Regions from separate parts of the Sus scrofa genome. Here regions 1 and 2 are each linked to region 3. The links are chromatin contacts, called in public Hi-C and HiChIP or PLAC-seq maps. All regions are on one chromosome and are shown on one strand. Each heading gives the region's core, a stretch centred on a gene start, on an enhancer-like site or on the middle of the called end of the contact. The rest is flanking DNA. Distances are from core to core; before and after follow the strand shown.

The links. A called contact is a pair of places that touch in the nucleus more often than the background predicts. HiChIP or PLAC-seq counts read pairs in DNA pulled down with a chosen protein or histone mark.
Region 1: a contact with region 3 is called in an H3K27ac HiChIP or PLAC-seq map of alveolar macrophages. The contact joins the enhancer-like site here to the promoter of ZEB2 in region 3. A contact is called at or near these places in 1 of 5 promoter capture datasets (fetal liver), 3 of 47 Hi-C or Micro-C datasets (embryonic fibroblasts, heart right ventricle and subcutaneous adipose tissue) and 2 of 2 datasets of contacts at active chromatin or transcription factors (alveolar macrophages and skeletal muscle).
Region 2: a contact with region 3 is called in a Hi-C map of subcutaneous adipose tissue, with 2.6 times the contacts expected there. The contact joins the enhancer-like site here to the promoter of ZEB2 in region 3. A contact is called at or near these places in 10 of 47 Hi-C or Micro-C datasets (adipocytes, embryonic fibroblasts, fetal heart ventricle and 7 more) and 2 of 2 datasets of contacts at active chromatin or transcription factors (alveolar macrophages and skeletal muscle).

The regions. Positions count from the first base shown.
Region 1 is chr15:7,812,305-7,816,218 of Sscrofa11.1, forward strand. The region is part of intron 5 of GTDC1 (glycosyltransferase-like domain-containing protein 1); the gene reads left to right. Among named protein-coding and RNA genes, the nearest start is that of GTDC1, 85 kb to the left of the region's middle. Within about 2 kb of position 2,402, at least 5 of the 83 cell types and tissues checked have an H3K27ac peak or open chromatin away from gene starts, as enhancers often do. A contact at or near this core is called in alveolar macrophages, where this site is marked.
Region 2 is chr15:7,012,336-7,016,282 of Sscrofa11.1, forward strand. All of the region lies in intron 2 of LOC106506174 (a long non-coding RNA gene), which reads left to right. Among named protein-coding and RNA genes, the nearest start is that of ZEB2, 480 kb to the right of the region's middle. Within about 2 kb of position 1,641, at least 10 of the 83 cell types and tissues checked have an H3K27ac peak or open chromatin away from gene starts, as enhancers often do. A contact at or near this core is called in skeletal muscle and subcutaneous adipose tissue, where this site is marked.
Region 3 is chr15:7,497,222-7,501,462 of Sscrofa11.1, forward strand. It overlaps ZEB2 (zinc finger E-box-binding homeobox 2), which reads left to right and starts at 1,658. Exons shown (of 10, transcript XM_021076506.1): 1 at 1,658-2,122. It overlaps LOC110257199, which reads right to left. Exons shown (of 2, transcript XR_002339482.1): 2 at 2,009-2,102.

The sequences.
Region 1 (3,914 bases), core at 1,152-3,651, 320 kb after region 3:
ATGTAAGTTGGTTCACCACTATGGAAAACAGTGTGGAGATACCTCAGAAAACTAAATATAGAACTACTAGATGATCCAGCAGTCCCATTCCTGGGCATATATCTGGACAAAACTTTCATCGAAAAAGACACATGCACCCCTATCTTCATTACAACACTATTCACAATAGCCCAGACATGGAAACAACCTAAATGTCCATCGACAATTGAACAGATTAAGAAGATATGATACATATACACAATGGAATAATTCCCAGCCATAAAAAGAACAAAATAATGCCTTTTGCAGCAACATGGATGGAACTAGAGACTCTCATACTAAGTGAAGTAAATCAGAAAGAGAAAGACAAATACCATATGATATCACTTATATGTGGAACCTAATATGTGGCACAAACCTATCTACAGACCAGAAACAAACTCATGGACATAGAGAACAGACTTGTGGTTGCCAAGGGTGAGGGAGTGGGATGGACTGGAAATTCGGGGTTAGTAGATGCAAACTATTGCATTTGGAGTGGATAAGCAATGAGGTCTTGCTGTGTGTAGCACAGGGAACTATATCTAATCACTCGTGGAAGATAATATGAGAAAAAGAATGTATATATGTATAACTGGGTCACTTTGCTGTACTGCAGAAGTTGACAGAACATTGTAACTCAACTATAATAAAAAATAATAAAAAAAAGTAGACAGGATGGAATAGCATGGGACAATTCAAAATACCAAGTTTCCACTTGTGTGTCTGATGAAAAAGTTGGAGAAATTCTACTTAATTCAACTGTGTAGGATGTCAGCTTTGGATTTCTTTTTAAAATACCAACTCATCAAGAGTTATGTAGACCCCCAGTGGATGACTGTGAAACGTTAACAGTACAGATGCATGTGTGGCCTAATACATTTATCCAAATGTTGCCATTTATTAGCCATAAGATTTGGGGAAATTGCTTAGCTTGTGTGAGGCTCAATTTTCTTGTCTCTTAAAATGCAACAGATAATAATGCAATGGAGTTCTTTTGTGGTGAAGTGGGTTAAGGATCTGGTGTTGTCGCTTCAGTGACTTGGATTGCTGCTGTGGCGTGGGTTTGACCCCTGGCCCAGGAACTTCCTCATGCCACAGTTGCAGATAATAATGATAATTGTTATTATTATTATTATTATTATAAAGCAGTGATATTGTGAACATGAAATTAAACCAAATGAGATAAGGTATGTAAGGAGCCTGACATAATGTCTGGTACAATGTTATGCCTCATACATTGTACAGCATTTCTTTATGTGTATTTAACACTGTACAATTTTCTCTCATCCTACATTACCTCATCTTTCAATTGAAACTCAGTAGCGATCAAGAAAGGTGGTGATAACATCTTTCTTAAACATGAGAAGGTTGAGTTTCAGAGAGTGATTAGTTCAGTATCATATGGCTATTTATGCTTAGGTTTTCTGATTCCTAGACCAGAAGCATTAGCCTTTTACCCACTTTATTTAAACTTCTAACTTCCTCATACACTTCTTTAAGTTTCTAGCTATAGGTTTAAGGGGTTAAGGGAGCCAGTGCTTTAATGGAATTCTTGATGCTTTTAAGTCTGTGTGCAAATGAAATAGCCTACTTAAAGGCTTTGGAAAATAATTTCAAATGCTAAACAAACACATGAAATTTAAATTTTAAAAAATTATTTTGTTATCACATTTATTTTCTTAATAATCACATTTTCTTTATTTTGTGGTAAATCAGAAACATCTAGAAAACCATCAGTTCCAAAAAAGAAAAGAAAAACTTCCTATAGTCATTTTTCTGTTCTAGTTACTGTATTAGCCTTGTTCAAATATTCTCTTAATGGCAAATTCTGTATTGCTCCTAAGGCTTTTGTTGAAGAATTCCTGAGAATTATAGCTCCCTATTTTTTGTTGGAGGAACTAATTTTATTAACATGTGGCAATTAAACTGACACTAGGAATTATGAGCAAATAATGTAGGGCACTGCAACATTGCAAGATTATCTTTTTTTTTTTTTTTAAGTTCACTGAAAGAAAACATTTCCAATAACTGTTAACAACTGTAGAAAATCTTGTGAAAAATTGATGGAAAGTACTCCACTCTTCTGCCATACCTGGGATTTAAAAAAGAAAGTTTGGACCACATATATACAGGATACCCCCCTCTACCTCTGTAAACTTCCTTCAATGTAAAGAGCTCAGGCAGGTGTTATTAATAAAAAATAATAATAAAAAACCCTTCTATTTTAAATAAGGATGCTAGTCTGCCAGCTTTGAAGCTCACACATACTCTCTAACTTATCCCAGCTTTTGCTCATCTGGTCTGTAAATGGCTCCTTTCATGTGGTCAGCCCACGAGTCGTGCGTAGTGCCGCTCAATCACGCCACTGTACGTCGCCATCATGAGGGTGGTTTGCATGATTTGCATTTCCTGTACTGTTTGAGCTTCAATGAGCTCCAAGCGCCACGTATGAAGAAACCACTGCCAAATAATGCAATGATTTTAGTCGAACCAGATGAGCTTGTGCTGGAGTCAGACTACCAAGTGGAGTTGGGAGGGGAAGGGGTGTTGTCAAGATTTCCTGTTAAAAAGGATTGCTCAAGATGTCCATACATGCAAGATGTGAATTTCTTAGCAAATCTGGCCATGGAATATAAGAAGGTTACTTTTAGGAAGATACGGCCGAAGTGCTGTGGTAAATAACCATATATATGTTAGTCTTAGAAAATTCAGTGTTTTATATTTTAGTGAACATCATGATGCCAATGTAATTATTTATTGTGACAATAATACATTTTGATGACATTAATTTCTAACCATACAGAGTTAAATTTAGCCAAAATTAAATTGATTATATTGATTACTTGTCCCCTTGTCCTGTGAAAGAAAGCTTATATTTTATTAAAAAGATGATCGATAAATGCTGTCGGACAACTATGACAGAAATGGCATAGTAGTGGGCCAATGAATAGCTACTAAAGTGGGGAAGGGAGGAAAAAAAAAAAAAAAAAAAAAAAAAACCTTGTACCAGATACTAGTCTTCATGAAAAACATAGACAGATGGGGAGACAGACCTATATGATGCCACAAATAGATGAATATCTTGTAAGGATTTCAAGCAAATGTTGAATGATCCAGTGAAATTTTAAAAGTTGGTTTAAAAGTATATCTTCTGCTTAAAATAGTGTTTATTCTGCTCACCTGAAACCCAACCTGTAAATTGTGCATGAAATGTTTTATCAATATTCGGCAAAAATAATATAGACTGAAACTATATAATGACAGAGGTATTAAAAAGCATCTCAGTAATATCATCACTTTAATTTTCTTAGACGTCTTGTACTCAGATATGCTATCATAATACCTGCAAGAAAAACCAGCAGTAATTCTGTTAACCATTAATTAATAATAGTCTCAAAAGTTTCCATTCTTGAATAGAGACAATTGAAGGATACTCTCTTTTCCTATATAATGTATATGTCATAAAAATGTACCTAATAACTAGCTGTGGATGCTACTCTATAGTTTAGTACCAGTTCACTTGATTATATCATACCAGTTAATCAGTGTCTATCATGTGTCCCCAACAGCAGTTTTAAAATATTCTAAAGGGGAGCTTCGAAGCTATAGGTACTTAATTGAGGAAATTACTGTGCTATTATTTATATTAAGAAAAGGTAGGAACCTTATCTGGATGAAAAAATAATGTATTATTATATGTATCATAAAATGGTTTTGCAGGTTGCATCTATCTTGCAGTCATCTATGCCTGAAGACATTCTTGTGTGATGAGGATTGGAGTGTTAAAGGCTCCTCTTTACTTTTTAATTCCTTTTTATACTTTACTTGCTAATTTCCACTTTTAACACTAATCTTACATTGGTATATGACTTAATCCTTATCTAATGTTCAGT
Region 2 (3,947 bases), core at 391-2,890, 480 kb before region 3:
GAGGTCAATATCAAATAGCTACAACAGATAACAGTTGTTGAATTCGTAGCATGTGTCATCATTATACTATTAGTGATATATTTATACTAACTCTTTCCACCCCCCAACAACCAAATTAAGTTTTAATTATTCCATAGTACAGATGAGAAAACAGAGGCTTAGAGAAGATAAACCATTTGCCCCAGGTCCCACAGCCAGCTGGGACTGAAACCTAGGTTCTTTGCCCTTAGTCATAGGTTCCCTTAACCACCATACTCAACTTGGGACAAATAGAGCACTTCCCCAAATACCAATGGAATTCTTGTATTTGTCTTTATCTCCTGTCCAAGTCCAGAATGAGAGAAAAAAGTGTCTTCTCTCTGCCAACAATACCACTAACATTGCTACATTGACATTATTCAGCAAATTGCTTTCACTTAGTAAGCATGGTGAGAACTCTCTGCCTAAACATTAGAGACAGTTTTCCAAAAAGCACACATCCAAAAAAGTTAAAAGTAGTAGAAGAGGTGGAATTTATTATTATTAATTCCACTTCAAGATTTATTTCAAGACTCAACTGACTCTATTTCAGTGTTGGACACCAGAACAGAATCCAATTAGCCTGGCTGTTACTCAGCATTGATGCTCAGACTTACCCTATGTGAGTCCTTGCGGTGGGACACAATTTCAGAAAGTTGAGTGTTCAAAGGAATGTTACTTCTGCAAACAGCATTTTTAATGTCAAAGGATAAAGCATCACAGTTGTGGGGAAAGTTGTTGTACATCTACCAGGAAAATATTCCTCAGCTACCCAGTCGGTCACTCCCTTTGCCTTTGGCTATTTGGATAGATTTTAGTCTATATTAAAATACCCACAAGATCTCCAATCTTAATTATAAAGCTTGAGAAAAAATGTCCAGTGAAAGTCATTTTCAGGCATAAATCAAGAATCTCTCTTTAACTCCTCTGCCTCAAAATTTACGTAACTGTGAGAGCAAAGAAATCAAATGATAAAAAAATGCCAGATACTACAGATTAGAAATGAAAAGTAAACTATCCGCGTGCCAGTTTCTTGCTACAAGTTTCACTGGATACCAAAATCAATGTAACTGAGAGAAGATGTGGCATGGAGAGAAAAATCTCCCAGGATAATCAAGGGATATATTCCCAAGTCTATTTCCCCCCACAGAACTGTTTTGTTTTCTCACATCAATGAGACAGAATAAAATGTGGATCCCATGATCAAGCTGGCAGAAGTCATGCTCCCTACCTGGATGCTCGAAAATTGTAAATCACAACTTTACAAGGATTTAACTTTTCCCTTTCCAAAATAATCAAATATTGTGGTGAGGGGGCCACTAATCATGACAAAAAATATACTGCAAATTCTTTCTTTTTGTGCCAAGTCCAATAAGTTCTCTGAGCGAAATTAAATGCACGATCTTATTCCAAACCACAGCTTCCCTTGGGGATGTGCAAATCTCAAGTGGGGGCTGAAAGGCCAGTTGTATCAAAGCCCAGGGTTACACCCATTTTTTTCAAGTTTCTTTCTTTTTTTTTTTTCTTTCCCTTTTTTAACTACTGCCTGTAGTATAAACGGCTCGGGCCCCTCTGCTTTCAAGCCTTCGTAGTCAAATCAGTGCTTCATACTTTCCACATTCTGCCTCTAAAAAGTGGGCCAGTCCCTGACTTCTCTTAGTTTCTCACAGTTTTTGTTTATTTTAAGAGAGTCTCTGCTGAACTCCAGGGAAGAGAGGGGAAAAAAAAAAAAAAAAAAGGAGAGAGAGGAATCCGTTATGTTGTAAGCAATTACTGGCTCCATCTCTTAGATCTGCAATATCACAGGAATTAGAGATGGAAAAGACCCATTAGGTCATCCTGTAAACCCCGTGCCAGCACAGTGCTATTCCCTACTGTAGATTATCTCTTCTGAGAGTCTTTAATATGTTGAAAGGGTAGCCAATGCTAACAGGGTTTTACTTTATTTCTTTTGCTGCTTTGTGCTGTTCAGTCTATAACATGCCATTTCTATAGATGGGTCTAGGATGACTCCTCAAAAGACATTTGACTGCCCATGAAGAATTAAAACAACATTTATGCTATCCGATAACTATGTTCTGTAAGTTCAGCATGGAAGCATCCATAAAAACACATTTTGGAGAGCCAGTGTTTAGTCCCAGGGATGGAAATGCTACATATAAAACAATTTTACATAGACATATTCTATATGTGTCATGTATTATACCACAAATATAACTGTGTGAGTGTGTATAGATGTTCCTATAAAGTGCGTACAAATACTATCATTACCCCAGAGTGTTTGTTTCCTCAAAGTCGTGCCAAATGCTGCATAATTCAAGAAATGTTATCCAAAATATTTAAGGTTATGTTTCTCACAATTTTCTTCTTATCTCTCTTAAGTCACACATTTTAAATGTCAACTTGCATAGAGAAATATTTAATTTCAAAGATATTCCTCCATTGGGAAACTCTTTTAACTCTTCCTTAAGTAGTTTTTTTTTTTCCTTCTTCTTCTTCTTCGTCCTTATCCTAAGATAATGAAGTCCTTTGGTTTACTTTTTACATGCCAACCTAGGAAGCCTGACCTAACAGACTACCAGTCCCATCCCTCGGGAAAAGAAATACAACGGGAGGGCCGCCCTGCGTGAAGAAGGAACACGCCGTGTGTTCTTATGTGGCTTCCATCTTAATTCACTGTCCTTGAAGGCTATCTAGAGAAGATCAAATGAATAATACTATTTAAGATCATACCATTTTTGGCTGGGATCATCACCAACACTGATAGAATATGTATTTTTTCTTACATTCTCAGCTATATAGTATTTTCTAGGTATAATGCAGAATATATTTTCATTTTTAATATGTTTAATAAGTTGACCCATTTTCATTATGTGTGGTAGAGAAAAGTTATTTCTCACAGCTCTCCTAGGAGGCAGGATGGCTTAGTAATGAAGAATCTGGAGTATGAACTCTTTACAAGTATGATTGTGGACACTACCAGCTACCTTCTATGCAATCAGTGGTTTATATAATACTCTTCAAGAAAAATAATCTAATTTACCCCCAAACCAATGTATATGATAGAGGGATTCAGTTTACCCTGTGTAGTTGAAAGAGTACAACTAAATTAGAGAACTTTAGAAAGTTTGGGCTCCAAAACCCATCAGGTTCTTCCTCATCCTTGCTGGGGAAGCCTTATGAGCTTGTTTCCCCCTGACAAGAGCTTTCCTCTTAGGTCCCTAGGAACATCCCTTCCCTTCAAAGGGGTTCTCTCTGACCACTCTGGCTAATTGGGATCCCCCACTGAGCCACTTACAGAACTCTCCTTATTTAGCTCTAATAAGAATCAAGTATTGCATTGTTCATTTATAGTTTAGCCAGGTCCCTAAAGAGGGACTTGGTTCTAGGGTTAAGGGCATGGGCTCTAAAACCATCATCCCTGCCACTTACTAGCTGCTTCTCTTTGGCAAGTTAACTTGCACTCTCTCCCTTACCTGTAAATGAGGAAGACAATTTCCACTTTACAGGCTTGTCTTGAGGAGTAAATGAGTGAAAACATGTAAAGGCTGTGGTAATTAATATGTAGCATGCTCCCAGTAAATATTAGGACTACTGTTTTAAGTCTTATCCTCCTTTGTGTTTTGAAGCCTAGCTTAATGTCTGGTATATGATTGGCACTCAATAAATATGTATTAAGGAAATGAAAGAATGAATATTTTGAAGAATGTTCCTTCCAACAATGGGAGTAGTTGCTCTTTGAGGTCATATATCTTTGTCAGTCAACAAAATTGTCGAAAGAACTTTTAGAAAGATTTTAAAAGTCATTCCATAATAGTGTGGGAGGTATAGCTAGTTAATCACTAAGATTTCTTCCAACAGGAAGATGCTGATAGTGATCTAAGGTTGTGCTATCACCACTTCCCCTCTTTGGGTCCTAGTTTTCTCGA
Region 3 (4,241 bases), core at 408-2,907:
CTTGTAGGCTAAAGTCAGAACTAGCTGTGGTCATGCTGGGTGGCTACTGCTCCCCCCCTTAAAAAAAATAAACATACAAAATACAAAGACATGCACCTCTGGGAGTGTGGATGTGGCAACTCTTGTGGTGGCTTTTCCCTCCTCTGAGTGCAATTGCCAGTGAGTCTTGCATTCAAAGTCTTGCTTTAGGCACACATTTCAAAGCACAGTTCAAAGCAGTTTATCTTAATATAAGTAAAAGTCTAGTGTTGGATCAGGGTGTTATTTGTTTCAGATTTCATCAGACTGAAAACAGGGGGCTGTAACATATTAACAATATTAAAGCAGAAAATTTTGGCATGAGGCTGCTCTTCAGTCCTCTTGACACCTCCACCTTTACCTTTGCAAGAAAGCCCAAAGGCAGTGGGACTGAAAGTTTATTTGTGCTCTGAGGTTCTCAAGCACTTTCACTCTTAAAACAACAACAACAACAACAACAACAAAAAAACCTCACAGTTCTTTAAGAAACTGAGCCTGAACCACTGGAGGCTAAGAGATTTCTTCCTTTTCCTATAAATGCCTGTGCTCAGCATCCTCAAATTTGGCTGTCTTTATTTACTTCTATATTAGTTCCAATTATGTGCAGTGTAAACCAGCTTTTTGATTAACAAAACAGCAGAGCATTGGTTAAGAACACTTAAACTTCAAAAAAAATTCCCCTGGGAAGTGGGCTCTGAATTGGTTAATAATGTGCAGTACTTGCTAAATTGCTGACTTCCAGATGTGGAAAATATCTTTCTTGTTTAGGACCTATGTAACCTGATTGGATTACGACAGAAGCGTCACGTTGGAAGCTTTTGAGTGATTATTTAATTAACCATACAGTAGAAAGCTGTATTCTCCAGGAAATCCCTTCCATATTTACATAACCAATCCCTTCAGAGCAAAGGTGGAGTCTTTTCTTTTTAATTTTACTTTAATTGCAATATCAAAAAATGTATACTCCAAAACTTAGACCCCATGCCGTTTAATATCATGCTCATCCTTCCCTGCTAAGTTCCTCTATGGCCTTTCTCCTATTCCTCCTGCCTCCCTACACACACACACACACACACACACACACACACACACTCCCTCACTTTGTAGTGAGGTCTCCGTGAGATGTAGAGAGACTCAGAGATCGAGGCAACTCAGCCCGCTATGTTAATTCACTTAGAGACCCTTTTTAAAAATGCCAAACCACTTTTTAGTATTGGGATCCAATCCAGAAATTCATCACACACACACACCCCCAACACACACCCTAAAATGCAGTTCACATGCAACATTTTTTTTTTCTGGCTCTGGCATCTAAAAAGACAAAAAAATAAGAGAAAGGGCAAAAAATTTAGTTCCAGAAGCTGTGCTGAGAAATCCACACAACTTAATGTGCATCTCAAATCTGGTCATTAGAGATATCTGTATAAGAAGAAGCGATCTGGATTGAAGAACCGGGATCTTTCCCTTTAACTTTCGCCCCTTAAGAGTTCTCCAGTTCTGTGAATGGTGTGCACCGTTTTCCGCCCTGTACTCTGTAGGATTTAGTGATGAGGAGATGAGGATAATGATGCCAAAGGCTTTACGGGGGGGGGGGGGGCGTGGAGAAGGGAGGGAGGGAGGCGAGAGGGAGGGAGAGAGGAAGGGAGGGAGGTGGAATTTCATTTCTTCCACTAAAGCGTTTGCGGAGACTTCAAGGTATAATCTATCCCAGATCCTTTCCCAGAGAGAAACTTGGCGATCACGTTTTCACATGATGCTCACGCTCAGGGCGCTTCAATTATCCCTCCCCACAAAGATAGGTGGCGCGTGTTTCAGGGTCTCTCTCTCTCCTACAGAAAAGAAAAAGAAAAAAATGTCATTAGAAGAGGCGTAACACGTCAGTCCGTCCCCAGGTTTGTGTTTCCTGGAGTGGCCGAAAGAGATCAGTTCTAACCTGCTCCGCAGGAATAACGGTCCTGCCTCCCGACACTCTTGGCGAGGTTTTGTACAGTTTGCTCCGGGAGCTGTTTCTTCGCTTCCACCTTTTTCTTCCCCACACTTCGCGGCTTCTTCATGCTTTTTCTTCTCACCATTTCTGGCCAAAACTACAAACAAGACTTCGCAGGTAGGTTTTTTTCCCCCTTTTCTCTCTTTTTATTCCTTTTTGGCATGGTCATCCCCCACCCTCCTTTCATGATTTTCTCCTTTTAAGTGAGGATGGGAGTCTGAAGTGCGAAGGAGTGTCTGTGGGTAGGAATTTCAGGTGGGTTTAGCTCCTTTACGGCAAGCTTTTCCCAAGAGTGACTTCTTGGATTTCTCTCTCACTCCCTCTCTCTCTCCTTCCTTTTCTCTTTTTTCCTCCTCCAAATAATTTGCCCTGTACCTGTCCATTCAGGTAACCAAAGGTGCCTTTTGCTACCCAGCCTAGGAAAAGTTTTATTGAGAACTATGTGGTTGGAATAAAAACTCTTCAGGGGGAGAGGTTCTGCTCTATTGTCATGTCTAATTCCAATTCATTGTATTCAGCAATTAAAACTTGGCAAATACCTGTTAATAATTACAAAACTTGATGGATACAAACCTACCAAATTCGGGAGCAAGTCTTTCTCTTAGATATGGCAGTCCAACCTTTTCTACCGAAGAAGGCTGTTTTCTAAGCAGAAAGTTGCTTGTTTTTGTCTGCTTAGCGAGTTTCATTTCTTTATTTCATTCTTTGTGTGTGTGTGTATGTGAAGTAACACCTCACTTCTGTGATGATAAATAAAGAAGTGAAAGTCCTCATGGAACTTGAGTCGTTTACCAAAGTAGTGGGGGGGGGGGTCACTACAGTTGGGAAGAAAACTGTCAGGATATTAGAGTTTTAAATTAGGGATAACTTTTGAAATTGTATTTCAAATGGCAAAGTAATATAGACATGGATTTCACAGGAGACACATACATACAAATATTCCATGCCATACTTTGGCACTGAAAAGTCAAGAGAGATAGCAGGAGTTCCCAGGAACAGTGGTGAGCCCCGCTAACATGAATGTGTTTATCTCCCACTTACTTATATATTTTACATGCTCCCCCTATAATGATGAAGGCAAGATTACTAACTCCAGAGTTAGAAATAACAGGCAAAGATAAAGTTTACAGCACAAATGCCCTGTCTCTCCCTCACACACAAATGCTCATAAAACTAGCAGCTTACTTTATTAAACATATATTTATATGCAATCGTGTGTAAGTCTCAGCATGAATACAGACAGGCCAGCTGTTTCATCCCAGATACTTGTGTGACCATTTCTTTATTTCAGGAATTTTTCCCAACAATTTCAAATCCATAGGAGAGCCAAGAAATGAGAAAATGTGTTAAAAGTCTCCCACTATGCCTAGGTTAAATTCAAGGTGCTTTCTAAATCATCCACTTCCCCTTCTTTCTGCCCACCGCCCCCCCAACCTCCACCCCTGTCAGCAAATGTGTGGAAACTGATACTCACTTTCCAGGTTTTCCGCAAAGCCTTTAGCACAGGAGACAATAGGTGCGGGACGTGGGGACTGAGTGTGCTCGGCAGAGAAAGGGTTAATGGCCCTTGTGTTACAGTTTGCATCTGTTACATCTTTTATAGCCCCCTGTTTAAACTAATCCTCGAGGCACAGCATCTTCCCAACCTCCACCGAGTTTCGGGATTCTCCTCCTCTCCAGCCTGCCTCTGAGGTTCCCCTTCTCCAAGTTTTGACAGTTTCAGCTGAAAAAAATGCAGCGCCTCTCTCGATTTTTAGGTACAAAAGTTTCGAAGCCAGAAAGGATACGATCGTTTAGTAGAGCTTAAAAGTATTGCCGTCGCGGTTGGACTTTCTCTTTCCTTTCTTGAGGGGAAAAAACAATTTTCTACTGGAACTATTTAAGGGAACCAGTGTGGGGGAGCATGTGTGTGAGTGAGGTGGGGGGAAATACTTAAGTAAATATTGTCAAAGTGGCGAAGGTTGGGGGGAAGGGACAGTGTCCAAAGAAGCTTATAATTATATTTTTTATTGCGGCGTGAAACGGGAAATTTTAATTTGGGGGCGGAGGTGAGGGGGGAGGAAGAGACAGTGCCTCGATAAACTCCGAAAGGGGAGGGGAGGGGGCGCGGGACGAGTGGGCTTCCTATAATTACTATTATCAATTTGCCCAAGTGTGCTTCATCCGGGGGTTGTTTCGCGTTGTTTGTTTGTTTGTTTGTTTGCTTCCTCTGGGGAATGGGGTGGGGGGGGATGAG